Linked DNA regions of Mus musculus: region 2 is linked to region 1. The links are chromatin contacts, called in public HiChIP or PLAC-seq maps. All regions are on one chromosome and are shown on one strand. Each heading gives the region's core, a stretch centred on a gene start, on an enhancer-like site or on the middle of the called end of the contact. The rest is flanking DNA. Distances are from core to core; before and after follow the strand shown.

Region 1 (5,077 bases), core at 1,841-4,340:
TGTGTAGCCCTGGCTGTACTGGAACTCACTTTGTAGACCAGGCTGGCCTCGAACTCAGAAATCTGCCTGCTTCTGCCTCCCGAGTGCTGGAATTAAAGGCATGCGCCACCACACCCGCCCCCCACCCCCACTTTTTGAAACGATGTCTCACTATGTAGCTCTTTAACTGTCCTATTAATTTGTTGTGTACATCAGACTGGCCCCATACTGGAGATCTGCCTGCCTCTGCCTCTGAGTGCTGGGATTAAAGGTATGAGCCACCACTGCCTGGAATCCTGTGATTTTTTTTTTCCCCTGTGATCCTATACAAAGTCATTTACTTGTTTTTTTTTTCTTTTTTGGTTTTTGTTTTTGTTTGTTTGTTTGTTTTTTGGGTTTTTTTGAGGGGGAGGGGGTTGAGACAGGGTTTCTCTGTGTAGCCCTGGCTGTCCTGGAACTCACTCTGTAGACCAGACTGGCCTCGAACTCAGAAATCCGCCTGCCTCTGCCTCTCGAGTGCTGGGATTAAAGGCGTCCGCCACCATGCCTGGCTCCATTTAATTGTTTTTTATAAATATATTCTCTTTTGTTTTGTTTTTAATATTTATTTATGTATTTATTTAATGTATATGAGTACACTGTCACTGTCTTCAAACACACCAGAAAAGGGCATAGGATCCCATTACATGGTTGTGAGCCACAAGTGGTTACTGAAAACTGACCTCAGGACCTCTGGAAGATCAGTCAGTGCTCTTAACCGCTGAGCCATCTCTCCAGCCCTATAAATATATCTTTTAAGTAATATTATTTATATTTTGTTTTAAATATTCAATTTTTAAAAGTTATGTGTATGAATGTTTTACCTGTATGTATGTGAACAGCAAATGTGCAGTGCCCTTGGAGGCCAGAAGAGAGCGTCAGATCCCCTGAAACTGGAATCAGAGACAGTGTGCTGAATTTGAATCCTCAGCAAGAGCAAGAAGTGCTCTTAATTGTTGAGCCATCCGAGTGGGGGTGGGTGGGTATGGGGGACTTTTGATATAGCATTGGAAATGTAAATGAGCTAAATACCTAATAAAAAATGGAAAAAAAAATTGTTGAGCCATCCCTTCAGTCCTGAATGTGTTACATTTAGTTCTTAGAACAGCCTTGCGCTGGCAAGACGGTTCAGAAGGTAGACTTGCCATCCAGTGCCCAGGATTCATGTAAAAAGACAAAAGGAGATTCTCTCTCTCTCTTTCTTTTAAAAAGAGACTTTCAGCCAGGTGTGGTGGCGCATGCCTTTAATCTCAGCACTCAGGAGGCAGAGGCAGGCAGATTTCTGAGTTCGAGGACAGCCTGGTCTACAAAGTGAGTTCCAGGACAGCCAGGACTATACAGAGAAACCCTGTCTCGAAAAAAAAAAACCAAACCCTCCCCCCAAAAAGAAGAAGAAGGAGGAGGAGGAGGAGGAGGAGGAGAAGGAGGAGAAAGAGAAGGAGAAGGAGGAGAAAGAGAAGGAGAAGGAGGAGAAAGAGAAGGAGGAAAAGGAGAAGGAGGAGAAGAAGGAGAAGAAGGAGGAGAAGAAGAAGAAGAAAAGAAAGACAGAGATAGGAGACCCCCAAAAGCAAAATATCTAACCAGACTAGCCAAACTGGTGAGCTTTGAGTTCAGCAAGAAATGCCTCAAAATACAAGGAAGATCTCAATATCAGTGGTGGCTACACACATGAGCTCACGGTGGGTGGTGCATACAGAAAGGTGGCTACATACATGTGCATACAGAAATACACATATGCATGTACATGACATACCCACACCTACACAAAGTCAAGCAATCTTTGAATTATTGTAAATATTGCCATTTAATAAATTTTATGGCCCTGCGGTGGTGACACATGCCTTTCATCCCAGCACTCGGGAGGCAGAGGCAGGAGGATTTCTGAGTTCGAGGCCAGCCTGGTCTACAAAGTGAGTTCCAGGACAGCCAGGGCTACACAGAGAAACCCTGTCTTGAAAAAAAAAACTAAATAAATAAATAAATAAAAATAATAAAATAAAATAAATTTTATAGGCAGGTATGGTGTTGAATATCTTTAATCCCAACACTTAGAGGCCAGAGGCAGGAGATCTCTATGAATTAGAGGTCAGCACGGTGAGTTCCAGGAGAGCCAAGGCTAAACAGAGAGACACTGTCTCAAAACAAACAAAACAAACCCCCCTACTTCTTTCCATACAATATATTTTGATCATGTTCCTTCTTCTCTGAAGCGGAAACGTCTAGTTTTGGAAAGTCAATTATGTCAAATGATGTTTTGCTGGGGCACACAGGTGAAAAGATTGTCTTGCTAAAGCAGACATGGTAAAGAATGTTTTCCTGAAGCAGGCACAGGTGAAAGGATGTTTTGCTATAGCAGATACGTGAAAGAATGCTGAGGAAGGAGTATAAATATGATCCCACAGACAGTGGGAGACGAGCACTGAGAATTGGTTTGGTTTTGCTCCACCTCGCTACTCTTCACTAACCCTGTCTCGGAAAAAAAAAGTCCTTCCCCCATATGTCTTCCTCTTTTTAAAGAATTATTTATTTTATGTATATAAGTACATTGTAGCTACTTCAGACACAACAGAAGGGGGCATCTGATCACTTTACAGATGGTTGTGAGCCACCATGTGGTTGCTGGGAATTGAACTCAGGACTTTCAGAAGAGTAGTCAGTGCTCTTACCCGATGAGCCATCTCTCCAGCCCCCCCGTCTACCTACCTTTCTTTCTTTCTTTCTTTCTTTCTTTCTTTCTTTCTTTCTTTCTTTCTTTCTTTCTTTCTTTCTTTCTCTCTCTCTCTCTCTCTCTCTTTCTCTCTCTCTCTCTCTCTCTCTCTCTCTTTCTTCCTTTCTTTCTTTCTTTTTTCCTTTTCTTTTTCTTTTTCTTTTCTTTTTTTTGAGATAGCATCACAGGCTGGATAGAATCACAAATAGCCCAGGCTGGCTCAGACTCTCCTTTAGCTGAGAATGACCATGAATTCCTGCCTCCACCCCCCAAGAATGGAATTCTAGGTATGTCACACTTACTCCAACTCTACAGTTGATTTTTTAAAAGTGTGCAGCCCAATTTGATAGCACTGGGACCCAGCCCTCAGGGTGGTGGGTGGGGGAGGAGGCACCAGGATCAGGAGTTCAGCCATTCTCCATCCTTGGATGCATCAAACGTTCAAGGTCAGCCTGTGCTGCCTGAGATCTTGACTCACAACAAGCAAAAGCAGCACTTCAGGTTGGAACATAGCTCAATGAGATCACCTACTCATGCAGGAGGCCCTGGGTCTGATCGCCAGTGCCCTTATAGACAAATACAAAACAAAACAAAAAAATAAAAAACAAAAACAAAGTTTGGAATTACCTCAGTGGTAAAGCACTTGCTTAGCATTTGTAAGGTCCTGGGTTTAGCCCTGAACAGTCCTCGCCTCTCAGAAGATTAATGTTTTAACAGCTTTATTGAATATAATAGGAAATGCAGTGATGGGTGCTAAGCACAGGTAATCCCATGGAGGGAGGGAGGGAGGGAGGGAGGGAGGGAGGGAGGGAGAGAGGGGGATATTTGCAGTGTGCAGGGGAGGAGAACTGAGACAGCTCCACAAAGCCACCCATTGTCAAGTCTGACAACCTGAGCCAATTCCAGAGCCCACATAGTAGAAGGAGAGCTTCCATGTACATGTGTGTACAAAAATATATTCTTAAATATTTTGGGGGGTTGGGGATTTAGCTCAACAGTAGAGTGCTTGTCTAGCAAGCACAAGGCCCTGGGTTCAGTCATCAGCTCTGAAAAAAAAAAGATAAAATAATATTTTTCAATGTTGTTGTTTGTTTGTTTGTTGTTTTTGTTTGCTTGTTTGTTTGAGGCAGGGTTTTTCTGTGTTGCCCTGGCTGTCCTGGAACTCACTCTATAGACCAGGCTGACCTTGAACTCAGAAATCCACCTGCCTCTGCCTCTCAAGTGCTGGGACTAAAGGTATGTGCCACCACTGCCTGGGTCAATGTATTTTTTTTTTTTATGCACATGAGTGTTCTGCCTTCTTGTGTGTATGTATGTATGTCCAGCATACATACATAGACAGAAGCCAGCTTCTGTATGCAGGTAAGTAAGAAGGTAGGCAAGGCAGGCAGGTAGACAGACAGACAGACAGACAGAAGCTCCTTTAAAGCAACAATTGGAGTTCCCCACTGAAATTTCTGGGCAGAGCAGAGTATCCTCTCTGGTGAGGCTTTCAAGCAAAAGAACAAACAGTCACTGTCCTGGCTGGTTTTGTGTGTCAACTTAGCACAAGCTGGAGTTGTCCCAGAGAAAGGAGCCCCCCTTGAGGAAATGCCTCCATGATCCTGCTGTAAGGCATTTTCTCAACTAGTGATCAAGGGGAGGAGGGGCCAGCCCATTGTGGGTGGTGCCATCCCTGGGCTGGTGGTCTTGGGTTCTATAAGAAAGCAGGCTGAGCAAGCCAGGGGAAGCAAGCCAGTAAGCAGCACCCTCCATGGCCTCTGCTTCAGCTCCTGCCTCCAGGCTCCTGCCCTGTGTGAGTTCCTGTCCTGCCTTCCTTTGGTGATGAACAGCAATGTGGAAGTGTAAGCAGAATAAACCCTTTCCTCTCCAAGTTGCTTCTTGGGGATGCGTGTTTTATGCAGGAATAGAAACCCTGACTAAGACAGTCACAGACAGAGACACACATCAAATTCAGCTCTTAACATCCACAAAAGCTGGCTGCACAGGACATCCTCAGCAGGACAGGAAGCCTCTGCAGGGTTCCAGACTGAGCTGAGCTTTTGCTCCAGGCTGTTTCCCAGTTCTCCTTCTCACTGTAGTTGTTTTAAAACTTATGGGATAAACAACAGTGACCTCTGAGAAACATTCCCCTTCTGGCTTTTCTCAAGGACAGTGTTTTACCAGGCCTGTTTTGCTATTCTCGTCCCTCCCTGTCACAGAGTTAAGAGGGCAGCCCATACCCAGACAAGGGACCTTAGAGGACACTTGAAGACCATCATGCTCAGGTCTGAAAATGTGAGGCAGGGCAATCCCATGGCTAAGGCCTGTTTTTATTTCTTTGAGACAGTTTGTTATGTGGTTGGGAGGTGT
Region 2 (5,077 bases), core at 1,640-4,139, 100 kb before region 1:
GAAGACCAAGTTAGCCTCAAACTCACAGAGACGATTCATCTGCCTCTGCTTCCCAAAAGCTGGGATTAAAGGTGTGTGCCACCAGGCAGCCTGGAATGCATGGCTTCGTTTCTAAACTGGCCCATAATCACCATAAAATCTGCCCTTCAGCTCCCACTCCTTCTCTATCTCTGCATCCCAGGTTAGCTTCAAACTTTCATTGTAGTAGATAATGACCCTTAAGTCCCAATCTTCCCGTTTTTACTGTCTAAATGCTAGGCTTAGGTATGTGCTAGAAAGACATTAGGACCAGAACCTGGGATTTGTGTGTATTCGACCAACTCTCTACCAGCTAAGCTCTATCCCCATCCCATCCTTCAGATTCATCTTATTTTTTTTGTTATATATATATATATTTTTTTGGACAGGGTTTCTCTGTATCCCTCACTGTTCTGGAGCTCTGTAGACCAGGCTGGCCTTGAACTCAGAGGTTTACCTGCTTCTACTTCCTGAGTGCTGGGATTAAAGGCAAACCACCATGGCCTGCTCAGATAATTTTTAAAAGAATATTCATTATTGCTGGATGCTGGTGGTGCATGCCTTTTACACAGAGAAATACTGTCAAACAAAAAGAAAAGAATATTTTTTATTGTTTGTGTGTGTGTGTGAGAGAGAGAGAGAGTCTATTGTCTGTATGTATGTATGTCTGTGCACCAAAGCACACACTTAGTGACCCCCGAGATCAGCAGAGAATGTTTGATCTCCTAGGTCTGGAGTTACAAACAGTTGTGAGCTGCATGTGTGTGTGCTGGGGATTGAACATGGGTATTCTACAAGAATAGCCACTGAGGAGCTAATTTTGTAGACCAGGCTGTCCTGGAATTCAGAAATCCGCCTGCCTCTGCCTCCCGAGTGCTGGGATTAAAGGCGTGCGCCACCACGCCCGGCCTTTTTTTTTTTTTTTTTTTAACATGATGGAAAGGCCACTGTGGCATCAAGGCATGATGTACTCAGGAGTCACCAGCATAGAACACCATGAGCTTGACAGCATGGACTACAGAGTGTATCCCAGAGCAGCGTGCCCTGTCTCAGAAAATGGAGGAGGGGAATGAGGAAGAGGGGCAGCTGTAGGGGGAGGAGGAGGAGGAGAGAGAGGAGGGTCGATTGAGAAGAAGCCTGTACAGGTTGGAGGTGGGGGACAAAGCAGATATAATTATTATAATTTAATTGGGTACAGTGTGTCACATCTGTAGTCCCAGCACTCCGAAGAAGAAGAGCCAGGTGTGGTGGCGCACGCCTTTAATCCCAGCACTAGGAAGGCAGAAGCAGGCAGGTGGATTTCTGAGTTCGAGGCCAGCCTGGTCTACAGAGTGAGTTCCAGGACAGCCAGGGCTACACAGAGAAACCCTGACTGGAAAAAAAAAAAAAAAAAAAAAAGAAGAAGAAGAAGAAGAAGAAGAAGAAGAAAAAAGAAAATCACTGCAAGTTGTTGGACGCCAGCTGGGGTTACGTTGGGAGACCAGAGCTAAAACAGATGTCTGAAAAGAAAGGAATAAAATGGATGTCCACATCCCTTCACCCAAATCCAAAATCCACCAACATTTGGACACATTTGCTCTATCCTTCTTGGTTGCTGTTTTTGTCTAAAATATGTATTTAGAAGAAACTCTTGGACAAGTGAGGTGGCTTATGGGGTAAAGAGGCTTTCTGCCCAGCCTGACAACCTGAGTTTGTTCCCCAGACTCACATGGTAGTGGTGGGGGGACAGCCCCCAAACAAAAACTAAAGTCAGTGTGTGAAATGCAAGCAGAGTATCTTAAGGGCCTCACTCAGATGTGTGGGTATGAACAGAACATCGCAAACAACATCTCAGAAAAGTAATGAAAAGAAAAGAGAAATTATAGTACAAGTGAAGAAACCAGATATATATAATGTGTATGTATGTAATATATATATAATATATTACAGCACAGAGAAGTGTCCTTAACCCAATTCTAACGTCCACAGGAAGCCCAGGGTTCTGCTGGGAGGGGGGAGGGGGGGGGCTGTTCTATGTTCATCTCAGGGAGCGCTTGACCACTGAAGCAAGAACAGTCATAAGACGCACCATTCTTTTTGACTGCCCACTCTCCCTCCTCAGCAGCACGGGACATTCCAGACCCTCTCGCCATCCTTAACTCCCTCCTCTTGCTCCTGTCACGAGGTCTCAATCCCCCAGAGTCCTTTCATGTGATGCTCAGCTGAGACCCTTCTGAGACAAGCCTGGGATACATTCATCCATCCGCACCCCTGATGCAGAGGTGGTCTGTCAGTTTGGCCTTCCTGAATACCCTACTCTTTTTCTCTCTACTTTACATCTCCTATCACTGCATTTAAGATATTACCCAAAGGATCTCCATGTCACCATGGACATGTCACCATGTCACCTCCTTGGAGCCCCTATTTCGCTGAGTGCTCCAAGCAGCCTCAGAATTAGTGCCATGCCTTCTGCCCCCTGCATCAGATAGGGATACCTCTATGCTTGATCCTAAGGTTCACATCTAAAGCTGGGCACAACGGTTTAAGTATGTACTTAGGAGGTAGATGAGGAGTTTGAGTTCATCCGTGGGTACACAGTGAATCTGAGGCTAGCCTGGGCTACACTGGACCTTGTCTTGAACAAATAAAAAAACCAAACAAAACCATATCTTCACTAAAATCAAATAGGACAAGCCTAAAGTATTTTGACTTGTCTGATTAGAAGGGGGAAACCCAGAGCTGGTGTTCAATTGCTAATAGCACTTGCTCCTGACCACCCACCCACACTCACCTTCTAGGGCCCCCACAGCCAGCAGAGCACTCAGCACAAGCACGGGAAGGAAGCTCCTTCTCTGGACACCCATAGTGGTCCTCTTGCCAGCAGCCAAAGGTACCAGGGGGTGGGAGCGAGCCCCTATATAGAAAGGGATGGTCATTTGCATAGGCCTTCCTCCTCTCCCTCCAGAGGAGGGGAAACCTGGGAAGAAGGAAAGGGCCAGAACTGATTTCATCCCACACAGCTCAATGACAGTTTCTGGTTTCGCTGGGTCACATTCACTGACACACTTATTCTGGAAAGAGTTCACTGATGGGCAGCCTCAATTCACATACTTAACAGTCACAATTCAGCAAGACAGAGTGAAGAGAATTGTGTCAAACCAAGAGATCCTTAAGACAGAAACAGCACCTTTATCCAAAAGCATCCAGAAGGGGCTGGGAGGGTAGATTGCCAGCAATAAAACAACACAGGCAGCCAATGAACCCCGAAACAGTGAGACAGTATTAAGCTAGGCTGAGAAACGACTCTATTATCTAGCCAAAGAATCCTTTACAATAAGAGTCCCGATTTTCCAGCCTGGACTAGAGTTCCAGGACAGCCAAGATTACACAGAGAAACCTTGTCTCAGAAAAATAAAAAGAAAGCGGAGGGAGGCGAGAAGGAGGGAGTGTGTGTGGGAGAGAGAGAGAGAGAGAGACCGGATTTTGTGCCCCACATGGAGACCGAGACAAACGGATCTCTGTGAGTTCGAAGACAACCTGGACTTTTGAACGCATTCCAGCCAACAAGGGCTGCATTATGAGATGTTTCCAAAAAGCAGGCGAGAGTGCTGGAGAAACAGCACCGCTGTTAAGAGCGCAAGCCGCTCTTGCAGAAGACCAGAGTTCAGCTCCAGCACCCAAGTTAGGCTCACGACCGCCTAGAACCTCAGCTCCAGGGCACCTGCTGCTTCTGTGAAAACTTAAATGCAGACACACAGACCCACACACCATTTAAAATAAAATACATTATTCTTTTTCTTTTAAAGATTCCCAGGTTTTGCTTTTTAAAAGAGACTCTCTTGTCCAGGTGGAATTTTAATCTCACCCAAGGGGTGGTGAAAATTGTGAGGGAAAGGTAAGGAAATCCGTAGACCAGAAACACCACCAGTTCCGGCCTGCGGAGCCTAAACCAGGAACTGCGGGAAAGTTGTGCAGCTGCCCCGCGGCTCGCCCGCCCAGGGCGGGGCCTCTGAGGCGGGAGCGCGATGGTCCGGTCCGCCCTCGTGACGTGAACCAATCGGAAGGGCGGGGGGCGGGGCCAGGGAAACGCGGGAAGGAGGGGCGGGGTCTCGGATGGCCGTCTGGAGCAGTGGGGGAGGCGGCAACATTGTTTCAAGTTGGACAAATTGTCAAGGGCTGAGCTCTCCTTGCGTTCCATCCCGAGCTGGGACTGCCGTGCTCACCCGGGGTCCCCCAGGTCCTCCGCTCCGAGTGTCGGGCCCGCTTTCGTCAGGGTTCCCGGGCCCCGCTCCCGGGGGCCTGAGCCGCCTCACTAGCGCTCCATGGAGAACTTCCAAAAGGTGGAGAAGATTGGAGAGGGCACGTACGGAGTGGTGTACAAAGCCAAAAACAAGTTGACGGGAGAAGTTGTGGCGCTTAAGAAGATCCGGCTCGACACGTGAGTGGCCTCCGGAGCCGGAACTCCTTTGCCCGGACCTCTTGGCTGTCCCCCTCCCAACCCCCTACCCCAACAGGCGGGTAGCGTCCCCGGACCGGAAGGTAGCGGGGAGGGAGGGAGGGACGCGTGAAGCGAGCGGTGGGTTGGCCGACCGTGGAGGCTCTACCGGAGGAGACTGTCCGGGGCTGGAATCCAGGGGAAAGTTTCTTGCAGTGCTCCAGCCGGTGTGCTCCCAAATCTGCTAGCCGAGAGACTTGGGAAGAGAAAGTTGTGGGGTGGGAGCCCGGGATAGGAGGGGTCCAGGGCTGTTCGTGGAGTTGGGTTATGTGGTAACCAGAGAAAAGTTCCTTTCTGAATGGAGAGCTCTCCTCACTGCTCCAGCACCATACTTAGAACCCTCACTCTCTTTCAAAAGAATGGCAGTTGAGATTCACTGGCCCTCAGGGGAGGCCGGGAGCTACTCTCACCCCACTCCCCTATTACCTTTCTTCTGCTTTTCATTCACCTGGAGGCTCTTCTTACCTTTCACTGGAAAAAGAGGAAATAATGGCCTTAAATATGTCTAAAAGCCACACCCTAACTACCCAGAAATTAACTCCTCACAGCACCTCTCCTGTCTGCCTTCCTAAGGGGGCTGGGGGT

The links. HiChIP or PLAC-seq counts read pairs in DNA pulled down with a chosen protein or histone mark.
Region 2: an H3K4me3 HiChIP or PLAC-seq map of embryonic stem cells shows a contact between it and region 1, with 23 read pairs. The contact joins the promoter of Pmel here to the enhancer-like site in region 1. A contact is called at or near these places in 19 of 39 promoter capture datasets (the 3T3-L1 cell line, 3T3-L1-derived adipocytes, the C10 cell line and 12 more), 1 of 15 datasets of contacts at CTCF or cohesin (large pre-B cells), 5 of 484 Hi-C or Micro-C datasets (embryonic stem cells and nephron progenitors), 4 of 115 datasets of contacts at active chromatin or transcription factors (the SCID.adh cell line, embryonic stem cells and pro-B cells) and 4 of 9 other capture datasets (adipose tissue, liver, macrophages and 1 more).

What each region holds. Positions count from the first base shown.
Region 1 is chr10:128,604,709-128,609,785 of GRCm38.p6, reverse strand. No RefSeq gene overlaps it. Among named protein-coding and RNA genes, the nearest start is that of Erbb3, 18 kb to the right of the region's middle. Within about 2 kb of position 3,090, at least 17 of the 459 cell types and tissues checked have an H3K27ac peak or open chromatin away from gene starts, as enhancers often do. A contact at or near this core is called in embryonic stem cells and trophoblast stem cells, where this site is marked.
Region 2 is chr10:128,704,070-128,709,146 of GRCm38.p6, reverse strand. It overlaps Pmel (premelanosome protein), which reads right to left and starts at 2,889. Exons shown (of 11, transcript NM_021882.4): 1 at 2,789-2,889. The coding sequence starts at 2,861. Cdk2 (cyclin-dependent kinase 2) reads left to right here and starts at 4,096. Exons shown (of 8, transcript NM_183417.3): 1 at 4,096-4,435. The coding sequence starts at 4,320.